Regions from separate parts of the Mus musculus genome. Here regions 2 and 3 are each linked to region 1. Evidence: chromatin contacts called from public HiChIP or PLAC-seq data. All regions are on one chromosome and are shown on one strand. Each heading gives the region's core, a stretch centred on a gene start, on an enhancer-like site or on the middle of the called end of the contact. The rest is flanking DNA. Distances are from core to core; before and after follow the strand shown.

Evidence for each region. HiChIP or PLAC-seq counts read pairs in DNA pulled down with a chosen protein or histone mark.
Region 2: a contact with region 1 is called in an H3K27ac HiChIP or PLAC-seq map of embryonic stem cells, with 5 read pairs. The contact joins two enhancer-like sites. A contact is called at or near these places in 1 of 484 Hi-C or Micro-C datasets (embryonic stem cells) and 2 of 115 datasets of contacts at active chromatin or transcription factors (both in embryonic stem cells).
Region 3: a contact with region 1 is called in an H3K27ac HiChIP or PLAC-seq map of embryonic stem cells, with 3 times the contacts expected there. The contact joins two enhancer-like sites. A contact is called at or near these places in 4 of 484 Hi-C or Micro-C datasets (all in embryonic stem cells), 4 of 115 datasets of contacts at active chromatin or transcription factors (all in embryonic stem cells) and 1 of 9 other capture datasets (embryonic stem cells).

The regions. Positions count from the first base shown.
Region 1 is chr6:93,628,687-93,632,269 of GRCm38.p6, forward strand. No RefSeq gene overlaps it. Among named protein-coding and RNA genes, the nearest start is that of Gm22312, 120 kb to the left of the region's middle. Within about 2 kb of position 1,370, at least 12 of the 459 cell types and tissues checked have an H3K27ac peak or open chromatin away from gene starts, as enhancers often do. A contact at or near this core is called in embryonic stem cells, where this site is marked.
Region 2 is chr6:93,962,756-93,966,813 of GRCm38.p6, forward strand. The region is part of intron 1 of Magi1 (membrane associated guanylate kinase, WW and PDZ domain containing 1); the gene reads right to left. Among named protein-coding and RNA genes, the nearest start is that of Gm22840, 74 kb to the left of the region's middle. Within about 2 kb of position 2,431, at least 1 of the 459 cell types and tissues checked has an H3K27ac peak or open chromatin away from gene starts, as enhancers often do. A contact at or near this core is called in embryonic stem cells, where this site is marked.
Region 3 is chr6:93,985,223-93,989,038 of GRCm38.p6, forward strand. All of the region lies in intron 1 of Magi1 (membrane associated guanylate kinase, WW and PDZ domain containing 1), which reads right to left. Among named protein-coding and RNA genes, the nearest start is that of Gm22840, 97 kb to the left of the region's middle. Within about 2 kb of position 2,564, at least 10 of the 459 cell types and tissues checked have an H3K27ac peak or open chromatin away from gene starts, as enhancers often do. A contact at or near this core is called in embryonic stem cells, where this site is marked.

The sequences.
Region 1 (3,583 bases), core at 120-2,619:
TGGGACATGACCCCCTGGGGGCTGACCCTTTCACAAGGGTCACCTAAGGCCACTGGGAAACACAGCAGACCAGGCAGGTAGCAGTAGCTTACTAAATACTGAAGAAACAAAATGGTTAGAGGAATAATAGTGTTATCACTCAGTAATATTTAGTAAAACTTGAAAGCATAGAAGCCTCTTTGACTCTGCACAAAATAACTTGTTACCGAAGTGCTTTGCTCCCTTCACTAAGGTGAGTCTCTCATGGTGCATTGTCCAGGAGAAGGAAAGATGGACGTGCACCTGGAATCTCAGCACTGTGGAGACAGAGACAGGAGCATCCCGGAGCTGGCTTGTTGAATCAGTGAGCACCGTATTCAGTGAGAGACCCTATCTCAGAAAACACGGATGAGAGCAACTGAGGAAGACACAGGTCCTGACATCTGGCCTCTGTATGCTAACGCACATATGTTTATATGCATCCACGCACAAAGACACATGTGGGAACTTATAGAACAAGTTTGTGTCTTTGTTCATGCAAACACATCATACATTCACACAAAGGTACATTGTGCAATAAGAGTCATTAGTCACAAATGTCTATCTAGGAATAACTCTGTGTTGTTTAAGATTGAATTAAACTGCCCTCAGTGAACAGCAACTGCATCTCGAGTACTCAATCAATAGCCACATATTCTAGCCGCCACCATATTAGTCAGCAGAGATATAAGATTTATACAAATTCAGAAAAGTTCTACTAACCAGAGCCAGACTAGAAAATCTACTCTGACTACATCCCAGTGATTATTATACTTAGTATGCTAATTGGAGAAACTAACTTTTTTTTTTTTTAATTTTAGAAGACCTGGGAATATGGCTCAGTCTACAAAGTGTCTGATGCACAAGCATTCGGACCCAAGTTCATTCTCAGCACTGATGTAAAGGTTGGCCATGACAGCCTGTGATCTCGGCTGGAGGGGAGGGGGCAGAGGCTCTTTGGAGCTCTTAGTTAGCTACCTTACCCAAAGAGATGAGCTCTGTGTTCAATGGAAGAATCTGCCTCATAAGGTGGAAAGCAACTGTGAAAGACACTCAAGAGGGATCAGTGACCACAGCAGCCACATGTGCACTCACACTCACACACACACACACACACACACACACACACACACACACACACACACGTTGCACACACTCACACACAGGCATGCACACATGCATGTCTGTAGCCTCCCCCAGCCTTGAAGCAGGCTGATTCAGGCTTTGCTGCCACTGAATATGAGATCACCTGGGGTGTAGCCTTCCGATTTAGATGGCTCTATTGTTATGTCAACTACTACTGCTCTTCTCTGAGACTCTGCTACCTGCTGAGAGACCCTGAAGACATTCTGGAGACACACCCTATCCTGCACATTGCTTACAGGCTGGCTGCAGACACCAAGAATGGACTGGTGGTGGTGGTGGTGGGGTGTGAATGGGCCTTCCCCCTTATAAGGACAGTTTCTTAGTAAACTCGTGGGCCTTGATCAGAGAAAAATTTGTCTTGGCTTCATCATTCTTTTCTCACCGTCTAGTTTCTTTTTCAGCCCCGGCCTGCCTTCCAGAAATACCTGGTTCATGTAGGCCTCTGGCCGGCTTACTCCTACAACACATATCCATATATACAACACAACACACTAGATGATAAAACAGATGATAAAACAGATAGAGCTATTATTATAGAGAGAAGTCAACACTTCCACATTTGGAGCTGTCACCTTTTAGAGCAATCTAGATTTTCTATCTCTCTTCCCTTCCTCTCTCCTTCCTTCCCTCCCTCCACACCCTCTCCCTCCCCCCCCCCCCCATTATAAACCATCTTTGTATCTGTCAAAAGAAATGCAACTATGCTTTGATTGACAGCATGCTTTGAGGTGGCATAAGTCTACAACAGGTTAAAATCAAATGAGCTATAGGTAAAATATGACTGAACTTACTGCGATCTAATTTTAACTTCATTAAATAACAACAAAATCACATTTCCCAAAGCAAATACTAAAGATGCCCTTTCATTTTTAATGAAATATCATTTGTTTTGGAAATAGGCCAAGCCCTCCTCTTTTTTCAATTTTGGGATAAACCTTTGTCATCTCAAAACTGGGATAATCTTCTTATCTTTCCAAAGTCCATGGTTTTCAGCGTGGCCATCTTCTACTATTGACTATTGGTTTAATGAAAGATGTGACTATCTCTAATTTTTGTTCTATAATTAACAGGTTTTTTTTATTTCCTGTGCCTCAATTTTTTTTTGTCAGTAGTCTATTCAGCCATCTTTGAAGTTTCTGACTGTCTGATTCATCCTTTTGAGTTGCCTGTGTACTTCATCTAGACTCTGACATTGAGATGATGTGGAATTCTTGAATGAATGGATCTGTGAGTGAGTGAATGAGTTGATGAGTGAGTGAGTACCCAGGTGGAGAAGTTCCCACATGTGTCTTTGGATGGCCAGTCTTTGCCTATACGTCCTCACATAGAAAATGTTCTCAGACCAACCTGGTCTACAGAGTGAGCTCCAGGACAGCCAAGGCTATACAGAGAAACCCTGTCTCAAAAAAACAAAAACAAGAAAGGAAGAAAGAAAGAAAGAGAGAGAGAGAGAGAGAAAGAAAGAGAGAGAGAGAGAGAGAGAGAGAGAGGGAGGGAGGGAGGGAGGGAGGGAGGGAGGGAGGGAGGAAGGAAGGAAGGAAGGAAGGAAGGAAGGAAGGAAGGAAGGAAGGAAGAAAAGAAAATGCTCTCAGGGGAACAGCCATGCACAACTGATCTGAAGGGGGAAATGGGAAGAGTAGAGGGGGCTTAAGCCTCTTTAAAATGAAAGAGGAGGCAAGGAGATAAATACAGAGGAATGAGCATACAATAATAATGATGATGTCTGAAAAGTCACAAGGGATCTTGCTATTAACTATTTACCTAAAACAAAACCATATAATACATGCAAGTCTGATAGATAAATATAAATATAGATAATAGATTGTGTGTGTGTGTGTACATATATGTAGTTTAAATGAAAATGTCCCAACTGGGCTGACAATGCTCTCCCCTCCCCCAAGAGCCATAGACTATCTAACAAAACCTTAAACAGCAGGCATACAAGCCACCTTTTGAGTTTATCAGGGTTATTTAAGAGACTCCCAAAACATTATAGGCTATTGCTGTTGCTCTTGATCATCTCCAAGGGAAGGGAAGTAGCTAAGTCCATATTGCTGAAGACACCATGAACTTTGAACACAGGACCCAAAGGCTCCTGAGGTAGATCTTGCCTAAAACCCCCCTCTGAGACTGTCTTTCATGGGCCAGAAGATGACATGTAAACATCCAAAGGAGGGAAACAACCAACAGTCCCACCCAGTTGTGACATCTGTTAACCACAGCAATGACCAGACCAGCATGGCGCAATAACCCTAAGGGCATAATAATGCCATGTGTACCTTGGTATCTCTCTAATTATACATAGGTCCACTTCACAAGAAAAAAAAATCATGCCTGGTACTGGAAACCTAGTCAACTAACCAAGACTTAGTGATAACCATAACTAAGTCATGGATCTTAAAGGGTCACCTACAACTAT
Region 2 (4,058 bases), core at 1,181-3,680, 340 kb after region 1:
TTACAATATTCTTTGTCCTATCTCTAGAGAAGACTTCTGTTCCAAAACTAGGGTCTAATGTTTGAGTAGTGCACGCCAGATCAGCTTGAAGAAACAGAAGGCTCTGCAAAGCTTTCACAGCAGAAGCCCTAACATAATATGCCAAGGAATGTGTGTGACAAAACAGAAGTAGAAAAATATTTTCAAAATTGGTTCTTGGCTTAAATATAGCATTTGGCACCTCAAGTACACACAGAGAAACGGCTCTAACTTGGTGGAGCCATGTGACTTTCTGAACTGCGGGAAAGCAGATGGCGAAGCTGCTTATTCACTTCTCAGCTCCTCGCTCTCCTTGCCCTTCCATTACCAACTACCCAGTTCAGAGTATTTCAGAAGGGCTAGAAAGTCAATCACTGGATAAACTAACCTTTGCTCTTCATAATCATTCTTGTCTACAAAAGCAAGCTACTAGCAATTTCCTCATACCAACTCCATAGCTCCAATTATTATATGCTCTGGATAATGGAAAGAGGACCCCACCTACTGACTAAGTGACACTGTTCTTCTTGGAAGATGAGGCACAGTTGCTTCTTTCTCACACTAAGTACAACCAGAGATCCTGGGCAGTGACTCTAAGACAAACAAGGCCCTCAATATAAAGAGACAAATATACAATGGTATGAATATAAGTTCCATAAGTTTTCTTAAGTTTCTCATGTTGAAAAACAAACATGGGCTGGAGAGATGGTTTGGAGGTTAAGAGCACCGACTGCTCTTCCAGAGGTCCTGAGTTCAATTCCCAGCAACCACATGGTGGCTCACAACCACCTATAATGGGATCCAATGTCTTCTTCTGGTGTGTCCGAAGATAGCAACAGTGTACTCACATACATAAAATAAATAAATCCTTAAAAGAGAAAAACAAACAGACAGACAAGAAAATAAGTATAGTTTGGAGTAGTGGTACACTACTAGCACTTTAATTCTAGCACTTAGAAGGCAGAGGCAAGTGGATCGATATGAGTTCAAGGACAGCCTGGTCTACATAGTGAGTTCCAAGACAGGCAGGGCTAAATAGAGACAGAAACAGATCCACAGAGAATGCACCCCAGCCAGCTTGCCTGTCTGCCTCAGCAAACTGTGGGACTAATGGGAACTATACATCCATTATTATCCCAAAAGGAAAGGAGAAAGAACACATTTAAAACTGTAATGACAGAAATAATCATGCAATTAGTCAAATTAAGCAAAACATATAAATGTAAAAATTCAAGGAGAAGAAAACAAGGAGAAAATTAATCCACATTAAATTCAATTAAATATGTGAAGAGAAATAAAGGCATTGTCGCATGGATGAAAGTTATCACTAACAGCAGACCTATTATAAATAATGAGTGAGGAGAGACTGCAGAGATGCCTTGGTAGTTAAGAGCACTTGCCCTTCAAGAAGACCCAGCGTAAGTTCCCAGCACTCACCTGGATAGCACCTGATACCTACTTCTGGCTTCCACAGGAACTCCTACACACATGAGGCATGGTTGTATGGACACACATATAAACAATGAGCAAACAGATTTACTGAACAAAAGGAAGGCTAGTACAGAAACTGTATGTACTTATGTATGCATGTATGAGTGACTTATGTGTATGTATGAATGAATGACTTATGGTTCTTCTCTCCTTAAATTTCCTAAACAGGTTTAATAATTGAAAAAATAAGGCATAACACTGTCTAATGTGATCCTAAGCACATAGAAATATTTTAGATAAATATGTTATACATGAGGATGCAAAAGGAAGGTGAAGTTTAAATAATACACTTGAGCTAATAGAATTACCATAGCAGTAGATAGATACATTCTGAGTCTATATTGCTATATCCAGAACAACTACTACAAAGATCATAAAAAGAACAACACAATAAAACTTTTGAGATACACTGAAATTGGAAACTGAAACAATACTCAGCTCTTAGGAAAGCAGATAATGAAAATTATAGAAAATAAGTGAAGAAGTAAAATATGGTATCTTTATATGCCATAACATGACAATAATTCCATTAACTGTAAATGGACTAATAAAGTATAAAAACATAATATATTAGTCTTTTCTGTCAAACACTGTAAAACTTTTATGACAAGAAATTAAAATATTTTTATCTCTTACCTTGTAAACACTTTATGCAAATGTTTCAGTCCCACCCACCACCCACTGCCCAACATAAAGCCTTGATGTATGTTGAGATTCTAAGTATCTTAAAGGATCCACTCCTATCCGCCTTGCTCTCATTTTCTTTGTAGGATTCTTTTTGGCTTGGTTTGGTTTGGTCTGGTTTGGTTTGGTTTGGTTTGGTTTGGTTTGGTTTGGTTTGGTTTTTTGATGCAGGACTAGCCAGTTGGGACAGACTGTGAGGTCGGACCTCAGACAAGGAAGACACAGTCAGCACCTGAATAAGAAAGGAAGCCAATTGTGAGGTCACCCTCTCCAAGAGTCAAATGTTGACTTTACAAGACACCTTTTGCTTTGTTTTGATATTTCTTTGTACAACAAGGAGAATGTTTCTAACAAAATTAAAAGACAGAGGCAGCAGAGTAAGCTGGGAAGCATAAATTAACTATATTCTTCTAAGATCTCACTACAGAAAACAGTAGAATAAAGAGGACAGAAATGATAACATGGAAAATGAAGTCCAGAAGAAGCAGTAAAGCTTAATTACAGCTAAAGTGGACTCCCAAGCAAGGAAAGGTAACGCAGACTGAGGCGGTGGCTAATGATCACAGGGTCAAGCCAACTGAAAAGACAGAGCAAGTGTATGCAATGAGTAAGAGGACTTCAAAACCTGACAGATGCAACTTTGAGAAGGACACAAATCTGCCGAGATAAGCACAGGCCGCACCATCCCTCTCAACTGGCAAACTTAGCACCAAAGCTCACAATCACCAATGAACATGACACAGATATATGTCCTATTAAAGCCAATATACATATCTACTACATCCTGTCCAGTAAATGTAAACTATGGGGCAAGTGAGACAGTGCAGTAGTGGAGAACACTTGCTTTTCTTGCAAAGGACTAAATGTTCAACTTCTAGCACTCATATTGGGTAGCGTAGCTCACACTGCCTGTATCCAGAACCAGGGGATCCAAAGGTTTTCTTCAAGACACCCACACGCACATAAATAAAATTCCAAATTTTTTTATCTGAAAGTATAAAGTTTATGTTCTATAATACAAAGGAGTCAAAGTAGAAATCAGTAAGAGAACGATATGAGAACAATATCTGAACACTTACACACTTAAATTTATGCTTAAAAAACCAATAAATTCTTATGAGTTAGAGAGGAATTCTCTAAAGAATTTTCAATTGAGGAAAACTGCATTATAACAAAATCTGTGCAAACAGCTAAAGTAGATTCAGATGAAATTTGATAGCTTTTATATTAGTAAAGAACTAAATTCTTAAATCAATGATCTCAACAAGAATTCACAAAAAGAAAACCCAAATACAGAAAAAGGGGAAAAAGAATAAGAACATAATAAACGAAAGTGAAAACAGAATAACAGAAAAAATGATGAAACAAAGCTGATGAAACAAAGCTGGTTCTCTGAAGAGATTAAGCAAATGGCAGCTTCTCCTGTGAGACTGACAAACTGGAATAAAAGAGTAAGACAGAATCGTCACCACAGGAATTAAATAAATGCTGCTGCTAGTGGCCATGAACGTATCAAAACAGAAGGGAATGCTTCAACAAGGGATGCAGTGATAATGTGGAGAAATGGACTGAGAACTGGAAAACGCCAAAGTTTATCTAAGAAACTTACAGTTTAAATAACTCTGGGACAATTATAGAAGCACTACTTGAGAAGTAAACGCACAAGGGGATCTACGGGCTCACATTCTGTCCCACTAAAGATGCAAACCTAACAACGACATGATGAACACCAATTCCACACAATCCTCTCCAGAAAACAGATAGAAGTGAACATTTCCCAATACTGTTTACAAAGCTAATATCTGCTACCAAAAATACCTTCAGACTGGTATCTCTCTCTCATGAGCTCAACTATGAAAATTCTC
Region 3 (3,816 bases), core at 1,314-3,813, 360 kb after region 1:
ACCAAGCACAATCAATTGCTTTCTTCTATCCCGGTCCCTTCAGTTCGGCTTTAGATTATGAAAAGGTGACTTAAAATTAAGCTCTCAAGCCCCAAAGGGCATCAAATAAACAACCACTGTCGCCACCTTTTGGCGACAGGCAGAACTGTCCTGCTTTGGCTAGGCCTTGGGATGGTCATCTAATTAGGGTTTCTGGGTTCAAGTTTTCCACAGGAAAAGGGCGTCACAGGTTTCTGTTAACAGTGTGGCAGGTCATACCCATTTCTCCGAATTACCGGCCCTTCTCAGCCAAACACAGTGTGGACCGCAGAGGAAGTCTGACGTCACGCCCTTCAATATTAATTTTGTGATGGCTCATTCTTGTCTTAAAATGTCATATAAATTTTGTACTAAAATTAGAGTAATTCACATATATTAAACATATGAAAAAATGAAAATTAATTATGGATCGACTTTTGTAGCCTGCTTATCAACAAGAGGTTAGAGCTTTAGGGACGTTTCATTTTCTGTAGACTGTCTACTGGCCACCTCTCTCACCTGAATTTGAGAATAAGTCGGACCTGAGATCTGCCACAGTCTGCTCTAGGCCAACATGACCCTCAGTTTATTTGTAAGGCTAAGTACTGTGGCTGAGACTTCTAGGATGCTTCGAGCTCTGAAACAAGCCAGAGACCTTTAGACATAATCCCTCTGTCTACTGGGAACCAGAGGTGCAAAATCTCATAAAACATGGGCTTTGAGAATGGGAAACTCTGTTATTCCTTAGCACAGAACTAACGGAAATGTCACTTACATTATTAAAACCTAACACATTCAAACTGGCAAAATAAGAGCCTTTTCTCCCTCACACTTCTCATAAGCAAAGTGAGGGTGCCTTCCACACAGGGCTACCTCTGACGGACACACGCGAAGGAGCTCACAAGGGCCTAGCATTTGGTTATGGTAAAGAGATGACACTACACAGAGGAGCAATGGCCGCATCACAAGAGATCTCAAAAATTACATGAAGGAGCCAACAGAGTTGCCGATAAAACTACCTACCACTAAACTCTGACTGATGGTCAGAGTTCGAGTCACAGGACCCATCAAGTGGAAGGAAAGAAATGATTTCCAAATATTATCCTCTAACTTCCACAAGTTTCGCCTGGGCACATCACGAAGGCGCGCATAAGTACACAGTTGGTTTTCTGTTTGTTTGTTTGTTTATTTGTTTAATGTAAAAAGAATTTTGAAAATTATGTTAAATAGCTCAGACCCCTCCATACACATGATAGCCAGGAGCATGTATGTTCAACACACTCTGACAAGGCTAGACACACAGGACAGTGTGAAGGACAAGCTCAGCACACTCAGCAGGGGGCGTTCAGGCAGGGTTCCAGTTCACCCTGAAGCCGACCACAGTCGGTCTGTAGGAGTGATTCCGTTGTTTCATTTCAACCTATGATGACAGGCGTTCCTAACTCCACACGGTGCCTGTGAAACTTCTTCTATAGAAACTATTCCACTTTTTCTCTAGTTTCTAGAACAGCCATTCTCAACGGAGTCTTTCTGTTCTCAGACAGCTTTTAACACTGCCTTAAACCAAAGTCATCAGCAAAAGAAAGGGGGTAGGGAGGACTTCAGTCTGTCCTTGTTTTCTCTGTATTCCCTGTTCGGCCACGACCACACCTGAGCAGGTTATGCTCAGACAACCTGTTGCACAATACAGAACCCTGGGACTCCTCAGACATACTGCTAACCTAACTGTTCTAAAGAAGAGGCTAACGTGCTTAATTTGGGCAGTTCAATATTAAAGCTGACAATTATGCTCGCTCACTGCTGCTGCAGATGCACTTAGTACTAATATATAAACGTCACCCTCTCAAGACACTGGAAAGTGCACTCCCAAATGGTTCTTGCTACTTGTCCTATCAGTGGAGGGAGCACGCTGCTGATCTCCTTTTAAGATAAGATGATAAATTAGGAGAGAGGCAAGCTGACCTGACACTCTGATCTCACCTCAAACTCTCAGCCACCCCGCCAGTCTCAATCACAGTGTGGGGACACCAAGACTCACAAAGACAGGTGAAAATAAAATTATAGTATTTGCTTACACGTGTGACTCCAGGGCAGATAACCCCAGATGTTTGGAGTTTCAAATGTAATTTGAAATAACAGATCACCTTTATAAAATGGCACACCTATGGCCTCTAGGCACCAAGGACAGTAGATATTTGGTTACAACAAGCCTAAAACTTTTTTACAGTTCAAAAACTGTAGTTAACAATTTCAAACTTCTACCAGAGCATAAACAGCGGTTGGTTGGTTTGTTTCCAATGGGGAAATAGGGCGAGAGAAAAAAGGAAAAACATTTCAAGGTTTTTTTGTTTGTTTGCTTACTTTATGGTTTAAAGCACTTAGCAGAGTACTTGAGGGGGAAAAAAAAGAGGAAATTCTTAAATGACCATGGAGACAGAACAGCAATGCAAACAAAACCACAAACCTTCTGTGAACCTAGCAAGCCTTCATTGCAAGCTTGTACAGGAGACAGATTAATGAGGTAGCTCTTTACATCGGAATTCAGCCCCACCCACTGAGCCAAGAACAAAACATAAATAACAATAAAACTGAAACAACTGTCTCACAACACAAGCCAATCAATTTTACAAGGGTTCAACCAAAGAAACAAGGCTGCAGACAGTTTTGGCGGAACTGCTCTCAGGAAGAAAAAACGACTTCTCAGGTGGAGAAGTAGGAGGGACAACTTGACAGATTTTCAAAGATAAATGTAGCAGCACTCAGTCTTCACTAGGTATGACCTCGTCCACTTCACAGTTCCCAGTTCCAAAGGAACACCTAAGCACACAGTCCGTAGCATTCTATTTAACAGTAAATTTTAAACATCCAGATATTCGCCTATATAATAACAAGCACAGAATTCTAGAATATTCATGCTGGAAAAAGTCTATGTGGTTATTAAAAAAAAAAAGAGAGACCCATGCATCCACAGTAATAAGAACAGACATAAATTAAAGGATGAAAATTATTGTAACATTTTTATAAAAGCCATAGCATGCAAAATACATGTCTATATTTAAAGTAAAAACCACAAAATGTTGTCTATCAAATTACTGATAGTGCCTAGGCCAGGCTAAGAAACTGGAGCAGGGACTTTTCAGCTCCGACTTAACAGATTCTGAAATCTTATTTCTTCTAACAAACATAAGTTTTTCCTATGAATTTGTGAGAGACTCCCTGCCTCCCTACCCCAAGAACCTTCAATGCTCCAAATCTGTGGATGCACAAGTCACTTAAGTGAAGGAGTAGCCACTACTCCAGAGAATTCACACACACACACACACACACACACACACACACACACACACACACAGAGGCAGAGAGGGAGAAGGAGGGGAGGGGGAGAGGGAGGAAAGCATTAAGTGTAATAATTTTTAAAGATACTATAACAGAACAGTTACATGTTACTTCATTTATATAGATTTGGGGTTACACTCAATGTGCAACAAATTCAAATCTGTCTTTTGGAAATCTCTGAGTTGGTTTCTTTCTTTCTTTCTTCCTTTCTTTCTTTCTTTCTTTCTTTCTTTCTTTCTTTCTAAATATTTTTGATTGGCAGCTGACTGAATTTGCAGATAAGGAACCCACAGACTATGAAGGCCAAGTACATTGCTTCTGTCATGCAAACTAACTGAAAGTACTATGGAGGATGAGGAAAGACTTGAGTTAAGGAGGCCTGGGCCAAGCCAGGGAGCTGACCTGGTCAAGTCCAGCTTGGCTGCCAAAGGAGACACTGGATTTTACAGGGACCAGGGAAGG